Linked DNA regions of Mus musculus: region 2 is linked to region 1. A link is a contact called in public promoter capture Hi-C data. All regions are on one chromosome and are shown on one strand. The core of a region is the stretch at or near the end of the contact, and the rest is flanking DNA. Distances in the headings are between cores, read along the strand shown. Region 1 holds the start of Gmpr (guanosine monophosphate reductase). Region 2 has its middle 14 kb from the start of Gm23104.

Region 1 (6,775 bases), core at 2,726-5,225:
GTTTCCAAAGAAACCAGAAATTTCTACCTCATATGGGTGTCCATAAGGCATTTAAGACACAGACAGAAGCAGAGTCCAGCATGGTAAACCAGTGGAGTCAAGGCCTTACAAACAGGAGTGACTCAGAATCAGCTCTATTGTGGAAAAATCCCACCCCGGAACAGGCAATATGGGAAGAGCCCCATGGCTTCTGCAGGACTTGCAGAGAGCTATGGTACTTGAGTCCCCTCTTCTCCAGTGATTGCACATAGCCTCCATAGCTCAAGAAGGGGCCTCAAGTGTCTTGTACATTTCCTAAGCTCCTAAATATCCTCTTCTCTCCAGAAGGGAATATTTCAATCTGGAGGAGACAGCTCTACCAATGCATGGGAAAGAATTAGAACCCATAGCAAGTTGTTTTATTTTGTTTTTGTTTTTGTTTTTTTTCAAGACAGGGTTTCTCTGTGCAGTCCTGGCTGTCCTGGAACTCACTCTGTAGATCAGGCTGGCTTCGAACTCAGAAATCCACCTGCCTCTGACTCCCAAGTGCTGGGATTAAAGGTGTACAGCACCACTGCCGGGCCCATACCGAGTTTTAAAGGAACATGATTTTATATCTGAGGAGAATAGAATATTATTCTATTATCTAGAATATTCCAGAAAGAAAAGGTATGGCCTCAGAGAACTTCTGCCTCTTCAGTACCAGAGAGTATCAGAGGACAGATAGCTTAAGTCAGCTTTTCCTTTAGGACAATGACTACGACAGAGCATACAGAGCCTGCTTGTTTCTTTCATTTCTATGTTGGGCTTCCACGGCTTGTAAAGGGTCATAAATATTTCACTGGCTGGACTGATGGTGGTAATGTTCCTTCTCTTTGGTAAGTTTGATTTGCTTCCAGGAACATGCGTGAACTTCCTGTGGGGTAAAGATCATGAGAGCAAATGGGATGGGCTAAGACCTTGATCATTTGCAGACACTTGTGTTAAATGTCACTATGGAGCAACAGTATTTTCATGGTCAGCTGAACCACATGCTAGTTCGCAAGGAATGGGTGAGGCTGTCAAGAACAGGAAGGAAAAGGAAGTGGTTCTGAGCAGGATAGAAGGATGATGGGAAATTATGGAATCCTGGGGAGGGAAAGGAGCCCCATATCCTGGCTGAAGTCTCCCACCAGCTCAGCCATCTCAGCATGATTGTGGAGGTTTGAATGAGGGTGGTCCCTACAGACTCACAGATTTGAATGCTTAGTTATCTGGTAGAGGACCTGTTCAGGGAGGATTGGGAGATGTGGCCTTGTTGAAGGAGGGGTGTCCCTGGGGGTAGGCCCTGAGGCTTCCATTCACCCCACTCCCAGTTTCTTCTTCCCCCATCCCCCTTCCCTCCCCCCTTCTCTGCCCCTGCCTTGTGCTTGTGGATCAAGACATAAGCTCTGGTGCCTGCCTGCCTGCCTGCCTGCTCCTGCTTTGATAGTCATGGACTCTAACCCTCTGAAACTGTAAGTCCCAGATAAACTTATTCTTTTGTGAGTTAACTTAATTGTGGTGTCTTATCACAGCAATAGAAAACTAATTCAAGACATTTGTTTAAAATGTTTCTCCTTCTCTGGCTGTGGACCTGCAATTTTCTATGATACCAATGATATCAATATGATCTATTGATATGATACCTAAAACTACCTTTAGAGTAAAAGGACATGCCCCAGAACAGCTTTTAGGATTGTCTTATCAGATTGTGGTCTGTAAGGTCTGTAATGACTGTTAGGCATTTCCTTAATTAGTGATGGATGGGAGAGGGCCCAGCCCATTGTGGGTGGTGCCATCCCTGAGCTGGTGGTCCTGGGTTCTATAAGAAAGCAGGCTGAGCCAGCTATGAGGAGCAAGCCAGTAAGCAGCACCCTTCCATGGCCTCTGCAATGGCTCCTGCCTCTAGATCCCATCCCTGTTTGAGTTCCTGTCCTAATTTCCTTCTATGATGAACTGTGATGTGGAAGTATAAGCTGAATAAACTGTTTCCTCCCAAACCTGCTCTTTAGTTATACTGTTTCATTGCAGCAGTAACAACCCTAACAATTTTTAAATTTTATTTATTTATTTATTTATTTATTTATTTATTTATTTATTTATTTATTTTGAGACAGGATCTCTCTATGTAGCCCTAGTTGTCCTGGAACTCACTATGTAGATGAGGCCAGCCTCACAGAGATCTGTGATCTGCCAGTTTTTTTCTTCTGAGTGTTGGGACTAAAGGCTTGCGCCACCACCATGCCCTAACCTTTCCTTTTAACCTATGAAAATACTTGAGTCAGATACCCTCAAGGTCACCCAACTGGAACGTGACCAAGTTTTCAACCTAGACAGAGGCCCCAAGACACTTCATTTACGTAAGCCTTGTTTTGTTTTGTTTTGTTTTGTTCTGCTCCTGTGTTCATCCCCCCCCCCCCCCCACACACACACACATACACACTTTTCTGCTTTAGCTGGAACACTGGTCATGCTCATTGCCACTGACTGACACAGTCTCAAACCCACCCCCTCTTTGGATAATCACCCAATGGTTTCTTCTTGAGCACACTGGAGGCCTGTCTCAACACTTGGTGGGCACACTGAGAGGGGAATTAGGGAAGCCAAAACTTTTAGCCTTTTGTAAGTAAGGGCACAGTAAAGAAAGCTCCAGGATGGTGAGTTTTCATTAGTTCTGGAGAAGGTTTTTGTCTTAGTCACCGTTCTGTGGCTGTGAAGGACCAACCAAAGCAGCTCTTATAAAAGAAAGTATTTCTTTGGAGCTCGATTACAGTTTTGGAGGCTTAGTCCATTACCATTATGCCAGACAGCATGCCAAGCAGATGGAATGACCCTGGGCCTCAAAGCCCACCCCCCACCCCCCAGTGACATACTTCCTCCAACAAGGCCACACCTCCTAATCCTTCTAATCTCTTCAAAAAGGTTCACTGTTCACAGGTTGATTACTAAGCATTCAAATATGGGAGCCCATAGGGGCCATTCCTGCTCAAACCACCACACTTTTTATTGTAGATAAGAAAGAAAGAACAGCCAGAGGCACCTGGAGGAGTCCAGAGCAGAGAGGAAAAGAAGACTGGTTGTGGATAGGCTTTTTGTGGGGAGGATAGAGAAAATAATGGGGGGGGAGAAGAATAGCAAAAATGATGAGAGACTCCTACCCTCTACAAGGAGGAGGTGGGAGAGCAGGTCAGCTGGAACAGCCTTGGAACTAGCATAGTGGAGGGTGAGTTGGGGAGGTGAGAACAAGAAGGCTCTCTATCACAGGGGCCTTGACATTTCTTACAAATGTGTGTTACCAGAGGAGCCTGGAGGTTGACTTTGGTCTGTGATATGTAATCATGGGTATATGCCAAAGAAGGTGGCCCTTTCTCACGTATTCCGAAAGAATCCTGCATGTGAGCTCTGATCTCCAGCAATCTTTTTGTCTACCTTGCCAGCATTCAGCAGGAGCTAAGCATTTGACTATCATTTTGGACCAAGTCAGTGAGCTCTCTGCTTCTCCCTCCTTAGAGGGGGTTTGGGAATTCACTTTGGAACACATATGAAGGCCATACTCTACAGCCAGGCTTAGTGGCTCATGTCTTTGGCAGAGGCAGGCAGATCTCTTGTGAGTTTGAGGCAGGCCTGGTCTACATAGTGAGTTCCAAGACAGCAAGAGCTACATAGTGAAACCCGGTCCTAAACAAAACGGAACAAAACAAAACGTACTCTCTGGTCTCCTAACCTTCTCCTTTGGTCACCCCTATGAGTACGATCAGGGTATACCCCGGGGAATGGGAGACTTTGTGCAAGTCTAATCCGCACCCATTTCGCAGCTCAGCCCAGGTCAGAGCTCTCTAGGGTGCTGCATGGCAGAATCCAGGCTCACTGCTAGACTCAAGCAGAAGGAGGGGGCGCTTAGGCAGAGAGAACTGGGCCCGGGGCGGGGCTCAGCTCAGAGACCCGGGATGTGGGCGGGACCTGGAAGCCGGGGGCGGGGCGCTCCCTTGGGGCGCCTGGCGTTGGGGAACGGAGCTGGGGGCTCCGGGTGCGCGGGCATAAGAACAAGGCGTGCGCACCGGGTTCGCGGAGCACCAGTCTGCGCACAGCCACCCGGGCGCCACTGTACGCACGCGCCCCGCAGCTCCCGGCTGACGCCGGCCTTCGCACCGCCTCCGCCGCAGGAAGCTACCGCGCACCGCTAGCACCATGCCCCGCATAGACGCGGACCTTAAACTCGACTTCAAGGATGTTCTGCTGCGACCTAAGCGGAGCAGCCTCAAGAGCCGATCCGAGGTGGGGCCGCTGGCATACCGCCTTCGGGTTGGCAAGGGGGAAGTGGGTGCAAAGGGAGGCACAGGGTGCCTTAATTGTGCCCGAGGCAGGGGCGTCACACCCTTTCCCCCACCTGAGAAAGGGGGAAGGCCAGTCGGTTTTCTCTTACACCTGGATTGTCTCTAGTTAGGGCCAGTGACAAGGGGGTGCTAGTTCGGGCCTGGAATTATAAATGCGTCTGCCTACCGGTGGTGGGCTTGGGGAAGTTCACACTGACACAGAGGAGCTAAGATCAACCAACCGAATGTCCAGTGACTTTAAAAGGAATGGTCTCAGGAGAGGCGCTCCGGGGAGGAGAGGAAACAGTGGGGCTAGGATGAAAGGAAGGGAAATACAACTGCAGATTCAAGCTTGGAATTTGGAACAGTGTTTCCTGGCGCTGGGACCTGCCTCTGCTGATTTAGCATCAGGTCCTGTGTCTGCGAACCGGGCGGAAAAGCCGGGCGCTCCCGGCAGGCACTTCTTTTCTTTTCTCTTTTCTTTTCTTTCTTTCTTTCTTTCTTTTTTTTTTTCTTGAGTTTAAATGGTCTTGCAGGAGCTGAGCTGGGGACCTGCTTTTTGGTGGCACTCTGCGGTACTGGACAGCTTGCAGTTCCAGCCCAGAGTAATGCAAGCGGACAGCGCTGGGGTGAGGGTCATTTGGGCCATTTGGAAGTTAGTTGTACCATGATAAGATGAGCGCCTGGGAACAGGTGGAGACGGGAGACGGCCGAGGTCAGACCTTGAAGGATAAATAGTTTTCTAGAAAGGCGGAGCTCGCTGGTGGAGTTGTTCCTGAACCGTGGCTTGGCTCTGTTGGGGGGAGTTCAGGAGGAAGAGCCTGAAAGGACAGGGGCGGGGGTTGGGGGAAGCTAAGCCTGCCTGCCCGCCCCATCCCTTTTGCTCAACAAACAAGACCATAAATAAATCCCCTCAGCAAACAACTCGCTCCGGTGCCCAGGCCCGACTGCAGTGCCTGCAGCTGCCAGCTGAGGGTTGGTATGAATTAGGACTGCCTTCTGGGCTAGCCAATGAGAGAGTAGAACTTTCCTGAAGCAGGGGTATTGGCAGCTTGGAGGCAGAACTGGACCAGGCAAGACTTGGGGGGTGGGTTAAGGGGGAGTGATGGACTCTTACCCATCCAGATTAGATGCCACTGGGGCTGCTGGTCATCCTGTGCTTTCAGATGCTAAAAAACAGGGCAAACCCTTGGAACAAAAATAAACACTAGAGAACCCCCCCCCCTGCACCCACCCCTACCCCCGGAGTGTTGAATAGAAACTAGGAGCCAGTAAATTCCTAAACCCAGGTCAGGATGAAGTGTTTGCATTCTAGGCTGACTAATAATTTGGTGGCTTCAGTGTTTGTCTGTTTTTTTTTTTAATGTTTGTTTAAATTTTAGTTAGACATGAGCCACTTATTTATAAACACATACACGTTTATCCATCCACAGCAAGGGTCTATGCATTTTCTGAACTAGCAAAGCTCTTGAGAAAGGGCAGTGTTAATATTTACGTGAGCCGTATGATGTCATGCAACCCCTGGTTTGGGGCTGATGGCCTCTCTTAATGTCCCAGCCTGGGTTGAATCTTGGAATCTGTGTATACCTGTCACAGTGAGAATTGTGCCCTAGAGGACTGTTGTCTCATATTGTAGCTTTTGTGAGAGAACTACCTGGATTGGCTCTTCCGATTGTTTGTGGTCTAGCCTCCTGTGGCTGGCCACTCCTGCCTGGTGGATGAGCTCACATAATGCCACTTGCTTGCCTGGCACTGCAGAAGGGGCTGCCTTGGCCTCTCTACCGTTCCAGCTCAGCGTTTCTCGTGCTATCAGGCAGGCACAACCAGGGGCTTGAAGTGAGTTCGCCCAGGTAGAAATAATATGTAGAAGCGGATTGGAAACAGTGGGGTAGATAGGCAATTAACATTTCAACAGCTTTGAGGGGGAGGCATAAGAGAAAATGGATACCAACTAGAACAGAACCTGGCAGGGATGGGTTTTTACCAATGCAGCAGTTTGTTCAGAACCAGACCTGATTCATCAGCTTACAGGAAATGAAATTTGTTCCAGAGGCAGGGGGACAGGGAGAGTCGTTGCAACTAGGCAATGCATTTATGGAGGAGCAGGCTAGTCATCTCCCAAGTCTATCTAGCTCAAGGTATCAAAGATGGAAGTGCCACAGGGTTTGTTGCCTGAGTTAAGATTTTTGGATTTCTCTGAAACACACGAGGCAACCATCATTCCATGGGACCCAGTACTGGCTTTAACAACCCCATCCCAGTTCTTAAGTAAGAATTTCTGCTTGTGTGAACATATTTATGCATGCTTTATATGCACACACGTGTGTGTGCAGATGCACTAGTGGTGACCAAAAGTCAGCCTCTGGTGTTATCCCTCAGACACTCAGGCACTGTCCACCTTTTAAAAGATTATTATGATGTCATTTTTGAAGCAGGAACTTTTGCTGACCCCCCGCCCCCCC
Region 2 (6,775 bases), core at 2,131-4,630, 470 kb before region 1:
CATCAACCAGGAAGGGTGGAGTAAATGATGGGAACTCATACTGTAGAAGACACAGACATTAAAATTATGTTTACCAAGAGCTGAATAAAAATAGAAAGTGCTCAAAATGCACAGGCTTGCATTAATGAAAAAAAAGCTGTATATGAAATTATCTCAACTCTTGAGAAATGTGCTTATAAAAACAATGGGATAAAATACAGCAAAGTATTAACAATTGTGAGCCAGAGAAATAACTCAGTGGGCAAAGACACTTGTCTTCAAACCTGAAGACCAGGGTTCCATCTTTGAGCCCCACAGGGTGGGAAGAGAGGACTGTCTCCTTCAGGTTGTTCTTGAAATCTGTGCCATGCTGTGGAAGGTGAAGACATGTGTAAGCATGTTCTCTCTCAACACACACACACACACACACACACACACACACACACACACCACACTACACACACCATACACACATACACCACACATATACACACACACCACACACCCACACTGAATAAGTATAGTATAAAATTTAAAAAGTGGAGCTCTTTTAAATTGTGGGATTTTTAAGTAATTTTTGATTTTTTACCTTTTTACTGTGTGTGTGTGTCTTTATTTTCTCTGTTGAACACAATCATGGTCATAATAATTAAAAGGATAGGCTACTGCCTGGGAATTCTTCTGTGTATTTCTGTGTTTGTTATCCATGGGCTGACCTCTGTGCAAAGAAGAAAGGGGTGTGATGATGTCTTTGTGACAAACCATTTCATCTCCTCAGAGCTCACAAAGTGCAGCTCACATCAGTATGAAATTGGAGACTTTCACTGTATTTAAAGAACTCCAGTTGCCTGAGTTAAACAAACAAAATCATGTTTTGCACATTGGTGTGTGAAATGTGTGAAATTTTCCGCCCTTGGGAGAGCATGCAATTCACAGTGTCTATTATTTTTAAGTTATCAAACCCATCTTTGTTAATAAGATCTATAATTACCAGGCAGAAAGCATAATGAAGTTGGCTGGGTACAATGGAGGCCAAAGCCAAGTTTTTCCAAGTGTCTGATGATTCCGGCTGACAGCCATTGATTAGAGTCTTGCTATTTTAAAGTAATTTTAATGAAAAAGGAATGCTTATAGAACATTAATAGATGAATTTATATTGCTTAAAAGTTTTATAGTTCTTCATTTGAGTATTCCTTTGGGTTTGGAGATATTCTCTGTCTCTCTCTGTCTGTCTCTGTCTGAGACAGGGTCTTATTATGTAGCTCTGGCTGGTTTGGAACTTGCTATGTAGACTAGGCTAACTCTAATTTATGAAAATCTGCCTGCTTCAGCCCCCTGAGTGATGAGACTAGAAGTATGTGCTCAGTTTGTTTCTTTTCATAAATTATTAGTGTGTGTGTGTATGTGTGTGTATGTGAGTGTGCATGTGTATGTGTATATGAGAGTACGTGTGTGAGTATGTATGTGTGTGTGTGTGCATGTGTGTATGAGAGTGTGTGTGAGTGTGTATGTAAGTGTGTATGAGTGTGTGCATGTGTGTAAGAGAGTGTGTGTGAGAGAGTGCATATGTATGTGAATGTGTATATGTGTGTGTATGTGAGTATGCATGTGTATGTGTGTATGAGAGTGTGTGTGTATGTGTGAGTGTGTGTGTGTGAGCATGTGTATGTGTATATGAGAGTGTGTATGTATGTGTTAGTGAGTGTGTATGTGTGTGTGAGAGTGCATGTGTGTATGAGAGTGTGTATGTATGTGTTAGTGAGTATGTATGTGTGTGTGAGAGTGTGTGCATGTGAGTATGAGAGTGTGTATATGTGTGAATAAGTGTGTGTGAGAGTGTGTATGTGTGTGAGAGTGTGTGTATCAGTGTGTATGTGTACATGTGTGTGTGTGTGAGAGAGAGTGAATGTGTATGTGAATGTGTATATGTGTGAGTATATGTGAGTATGCATGTGTATGTGCGTATGAGTGTGTGTGTGTGTATGTATGTGTGTGTGTGTGTGTGTGTGTGTGTGTGTGTGTGTGTACATGTGTGTATGAGAGTGGATATGTGTGTGTTTGTGTGTATGTGTGTGTGAGTGTGTATATGTGTGTATGAAAGTGTGTATGTGTGTGTGAAGTCAACCCTAAATATCTTATTCCATCCTGCTCCACGTTACTTTTCTAAGTCAGGGTTGGAAGGTCAGAGGACAGGATCTGCGGAGGTCTGAGGATACCTGTGTGGCATCAGTGCTCTCCAGACCCAAGAGTTCCAGGGAGAGCTCAGGCTCTCAGGCTTGTGCGGCAAACAGCCACCCTCCCTCCTAAAGATACAACAACTTTCCGAAACAGCGCTGCCATCTGGGGACCAACCATTCAGGCACATAGTCTGTGTGAAGCATTCTACATTTAAATCGCAGTGGGGTTGGGATGGTAGGTGGGGTTCTAAGTTTCCATGGCTAGGTCTTGGCATAGGCTATTGGTTACATGTAAGGCCATTTGCAACGATAGATTCAGGTTAAGAAAGGCTGGTCAGCCATATATGAGGGAGGCACCACAGCTAATTTCCCAAGGTGGTTTTTCAGCATATGACGTTTGCTATCTCAGACAGTCTACTATTAATTGAAATGTTCATAACGCTAAAACGTCTCTATAGACCTGCTCCTTCCATCATTTGACCCTAGAATTACCACACTGGTATATACCAGGCTGGCTTTGAACTCACATATCTTCCTCTGCTTCCTGAGTGCAGGGGTCTGAGTGCTAGGATTAAAGGCTTGTGCCACCATGACCAGCTTTCTCAATTATGGGAAGGTTTTTGTTGGGGTGGTTGCTTTCTCTGTGTAGCCCTGGCTGTCTTCGAACTCACCCTGTACACCAGGATGCCCTCGAACTCATACATCTGCCTGTCTCTGCCTCCTGAGTGCAGAAGGCTATGCCACCACCATGCTGGAGTTTTAAACAGAAGAAAAAAAAAAAAGAGAGAAAAATTTCAAATAACAGAAACCCTCCCACCAGAACAAATTTGAGAATTTCTTTTTTTTTTTTTAACTTTTTCTTAGTGTGAAGGTCATTTGTATCTAATTCTTATTATATTGCTGGCCAATTACGTTTACTTAAATAACATACTTCCTGTAACATAATACAAATATCAAGATACTAATTAATTTGGGGCGAGATCAGTGTGAAACTGTTAATGAGACACTTTACACACTGTTTTAATATCAAGTCTGGAAACTGACACTCACAGCGTGATCGTCTGAATGAAAAATGTCCACCCATAGACTCAGGTATTTGAACAACTGGTTCCCATTTAGTGATACTGTTTGGGAAAATGGTGCATTCTGCCTTGCTACAGGGGTATGTCACTGGGGGCAGGCTCTGAGAATTCATACTGCCAACTCACTTCCTGTGTACCCTCTTGGCTTCCTGTGTGACAAAATGTGATCAGCCAGCTCCCTGCTCTGGCTCTCTGCTGCCGTGTCAACCCTGCCATTACGAGACTCTCCCTCTGGAGCCATAAGACAAGATAAAGTCATTCATCCATTAGTCTAATTCGTCATGGTTTATCACAGCAGCGGATAGTAACTAAAGCATCTCTCAGTTTAGACCAGTCAGATTTGGGAGCCAGCAGACCTATGTGGCCAGAGGCTGGGACAGTTTAGCAGTGTGGTTCTGCAGTTTTATCTAAATGGGACTATGAGGAAGCAGTCTCTTTGGGACACGCTATAGTGATATTGAAGTGTGTCTATGCTGTGGCCTGCGTTGGGATAATTGCCCTACCGAGTGGTCTTCTCGTGTCTGATGGGCAGATTCCTCTATTCTTTCCCTGCTTACAGACATCTGTTGTTTTTTCCCTGCAAGGTTTTGGCTATCATAAATAAATCTGTTATGAATATTCATGCATCGGATTCTGGGCAGATGTATGTTTTTACTTCTTAGAGAGAAATGCTTAAGGGTGGGATGGCTGGGTCGTCTCCTGTATGTTTAACTTTTTACAGCAGTGTCAAGCTTTTCCAAAGCAGCTGCACCATCTCACGTTCCCACCAGCACCGGGAGGAGAGCGCTTCATGGCCCCTTTAATACTTGGTTTTGTGAGCCTTTTATTACATGTATTTGTGGCGTGTGCCTATGTGTGTGCATGAGCACGTGTGGCTTAGAGGACACATTTGCCAGACTCAGTTCTCTCTTTTCCCCAGGTGGGTCAATTATGCCAGGACATTTGTTTGTTTGATTATTTGTTTGTTTTGTTTTTAGCTTTTCTAGTAGATGTGTAGTAAGATTGTGTTTTTAATTTTTTTTCCTAGTGATTAATGGTGCTAAACACCCCCACAAAACCTGTGGCTTTTTTTTTCCAGTGTGTCTGCAACAGTCATTTGCCATTTCATTAAGGTGCTTTTTACCACCTTGTTCTAAGAATGGCTTATCCTTGCTAGATCTCAGTCTTCTGTCAACTATTTCCTCCCAGTTTGTGGCTTGCTTTTTCATCTGGGGGCAAAGTTTTAAATCTTGACAGACATACTGACTTTTTCATCTATAGTTATAATTTTTTATGTGTTTAAAAAACATAAAAATATTTAGGTAATATTTTTATTATTATAAGGCCAAAAAAATTATAAGGCCAATTTAGGTAAAATATATCCCAGGCCAACCTTGGACTCATAATCCTCCCATGTAAGTCTCTCACCTGAGATTGCAGCTATGTAAATTTGTCCTACGAATCCCTTTGGAAATCAGGAATTCCTTTTTCTTTTTAAATTTTTATTTGTGTATGTGTGTGAATGTGGACATGCGTGTGTGTTGGGGGGAGGGTCATGGCATGTGTGTGGAGGTCAGAGGACACTTTCAGGAGTTGGTTCTTGCATTTCACCTTGTTGAGACAGGATCTTTCTTGTTTCTGATGCTGTGATCAAAGGTGCTTGCCACCAATCCTAATGGTCTGATGTGGAGAGCCGCAATCGCCATTACAAGATGGCGCCGGCTTCCGCTGCGCCTGCAGGAATTTTCCAGTAAACAAGCATTGTGCGCATGTGTGAAAGAGTATTGGCGCCAAGTCACAGCCCATCCCGGGGCGTGTCAATGGGATTATGAGCAAGCAGCCAATCAGGTGTGGACATGCCACTCTAAGGGGTATATAAGCAGCGCCTGTTTGGGGCTCTGGGTCTTCCTCCTCATGCTGAAGCTAGCGTAATAAAGCATTGCTGCAGAAGGATCTGGTTGTCCGCGTGTGTTCTTGCTGGCGAGACAATAGTGTGCGACAGTCTGAGTTCAGTCCTAGAGACCTGCCTTGCGGAATTCTACACTTATGACATAGCATGTTGTCATACATGTATGACATAGCATGTTGTCTTAGTTAAAGTTTCTATCGCTGTGACAAAACACCATAATCAAAAGCAACGTAGGTGAGGAAAGGGTTTACTTTGCTTACATTTTCATGTCATCGCTCACATGGAAGAAGGCAGGGAAGAAACTCAAACAAGACAGGACTATGGAGGCAGGAGCTGATGCAGAGATCATGGAGGGATGCTCCTTGCTGGCTTGTTCCTCATGACATGCTCAGTCTACTTTCTTATAGAAGCCAGGACCCCAGTCCAGAGATGACCTCAGCCATGATGGGCTGGGCCCTCCACCATTAGTCACCAATTAAGAAAATGCTCTATAGATTTGCCTAGAGTCTAATTTTAGGGGGCCATGTTTTTCAACTGAGGTCCTCCCTTCTCAGATGACTCTAGCTGTGTAAGCTGACATGAAAACCAGCTGTCACACATGTGTACACACATGCCCCCCACAATCAATCAATAGTCAAACAAACAAACAAACAAACAAAGTGTGTTAGATTGTTTTTAAAGGATGAATTAAGCATGGTGGCACATATCTTTGATCTCAGTACTCAGATGGCAGAGGCAGGTAGATGTTTGGGAGTTCAAGGCCAGCCTGCTTTTATTTAGTGAGTTCCAAGCCAGGTAGGACTACATAGTGAAACCCTGTCTCGAAAAAAAAATTGCAGAAAGATCAAGAAGCAAGACCCAACCATACGTTGTCTACAAGAAACACTGTAAAGACACAAACTGTCTTAGTTAGGGTGTTACTGCCGTGAACAGATACCATGACCAAGGCAGCTCTTATAAGGACAACATTTAATTGGGGCTGATTTACAGGTTCAGAGGTTCAGTCCATTATCATCAAGGAGGAAACATGGCAGCATCCAGGCAGGAATGGTGCAGGAGGAGCTAAGAGTTCTACATCTTCATCTGAAGGTTGCTAGCAGAATACTGGCTTCCAAGCAGCTAGGATGAGGGTCTTAAAGTCCACGCCCACAGTGATACACCTACTCCCACAAGGTCACACTTACTGCAACAGGGCCACACCTTTTAATAGTGCCACTCTCCGGCCCAAGCATATACAAACCATCACACAAACAGATTCAAAACAAATGGATAGAGAAAAAAGGATATTATGCTGACACTACCAGGAAGAGAGTAGTAGTAGTTATATTAATTTTGAACATCAGACTTCAGACCATCAAAAGTTATTAGGGATACCAATGAAGGAAAGTGCAGAGCTCCATAGGTTTTCTCATCCTCACAGGTAAGAGCAGCTCTCACCCTTTCTCAGTGAAGCTTCTTTGTGCAGCATCTGGTGCGTATTATAGATGATCACGGCTGATCAAAACACAGAGAACAACTGTGCCTGGCGTGCTTGTCCCATTATCACAGTTAGGATGTGACCCCTACACTTAAGGTCAGGGAACACTGAGGAAGAGGGAGCAGAAAGAACACAAGTGCTAGAGGAACAGGAAGTCAGCTGGAGTTAGAGG

What was found. Promoter capture Hi-C pulls out the DNA fragments that hold promoters and counts their contacts.
Region 2: a contact with region 1 is called in a promoter capture Hi-C map of pre-B cells. The contact joins the enhancer-like site here to the promoter of Gmpr in region 1. A contact is called at or near these places in 12 of 39 promoter capture datasets (the 3T3-L1 cell line, the C10 cell line, the HPC-7 cell line and 7 more), 3 of 15 datasets of contacts at CTCF or cohesin (the NIH/3T3 cell line, embryonic stem cells and large pre-B cells), 2 of 484 Hi-C or Micro-C datasets (the G1E-ER4 cell line and bone marrow-derived macrophages), 15 of 115 datasets of contacts at active chromatin or transcription factors (bone marrow-derived macrophages, cardiomyocytes, craniofacial prominence and 9 more) and 4 of 9 other capture datasets (adipose tissue, embryonic stem cells, liver and 1 more).

What each region holds. Positions count from the first base shown.
Region 1 is chr13:45,503,469-45,510,243 of GRCm38.p6, forward strand. Gmpr (guanosine monophosphate reductase) reads left to right here and starts at 3,976. Exons shown (of 9, transcript NM_025508.5): 1 at 3,976-4,275. The coding sequence starts at 4,189.
Region 2 is chr13:45,036,956-45,043,730 of GRCm38.p6, forward strand. No RefSeq gene overlaps it. Among named protein-coding and RNA genes, the nearest start is that of Gm23104, 14 kb to the left of the region's middle. Within about 2 kb of position 3,381, at least 9 of the 459 cell types and tissues checked have an H3K27ac peak or open chromatin away from gene starts, as enhancers often do. A contact at or near this core is called in the HPC-7 cell line and pre-B cells, where this site is marked.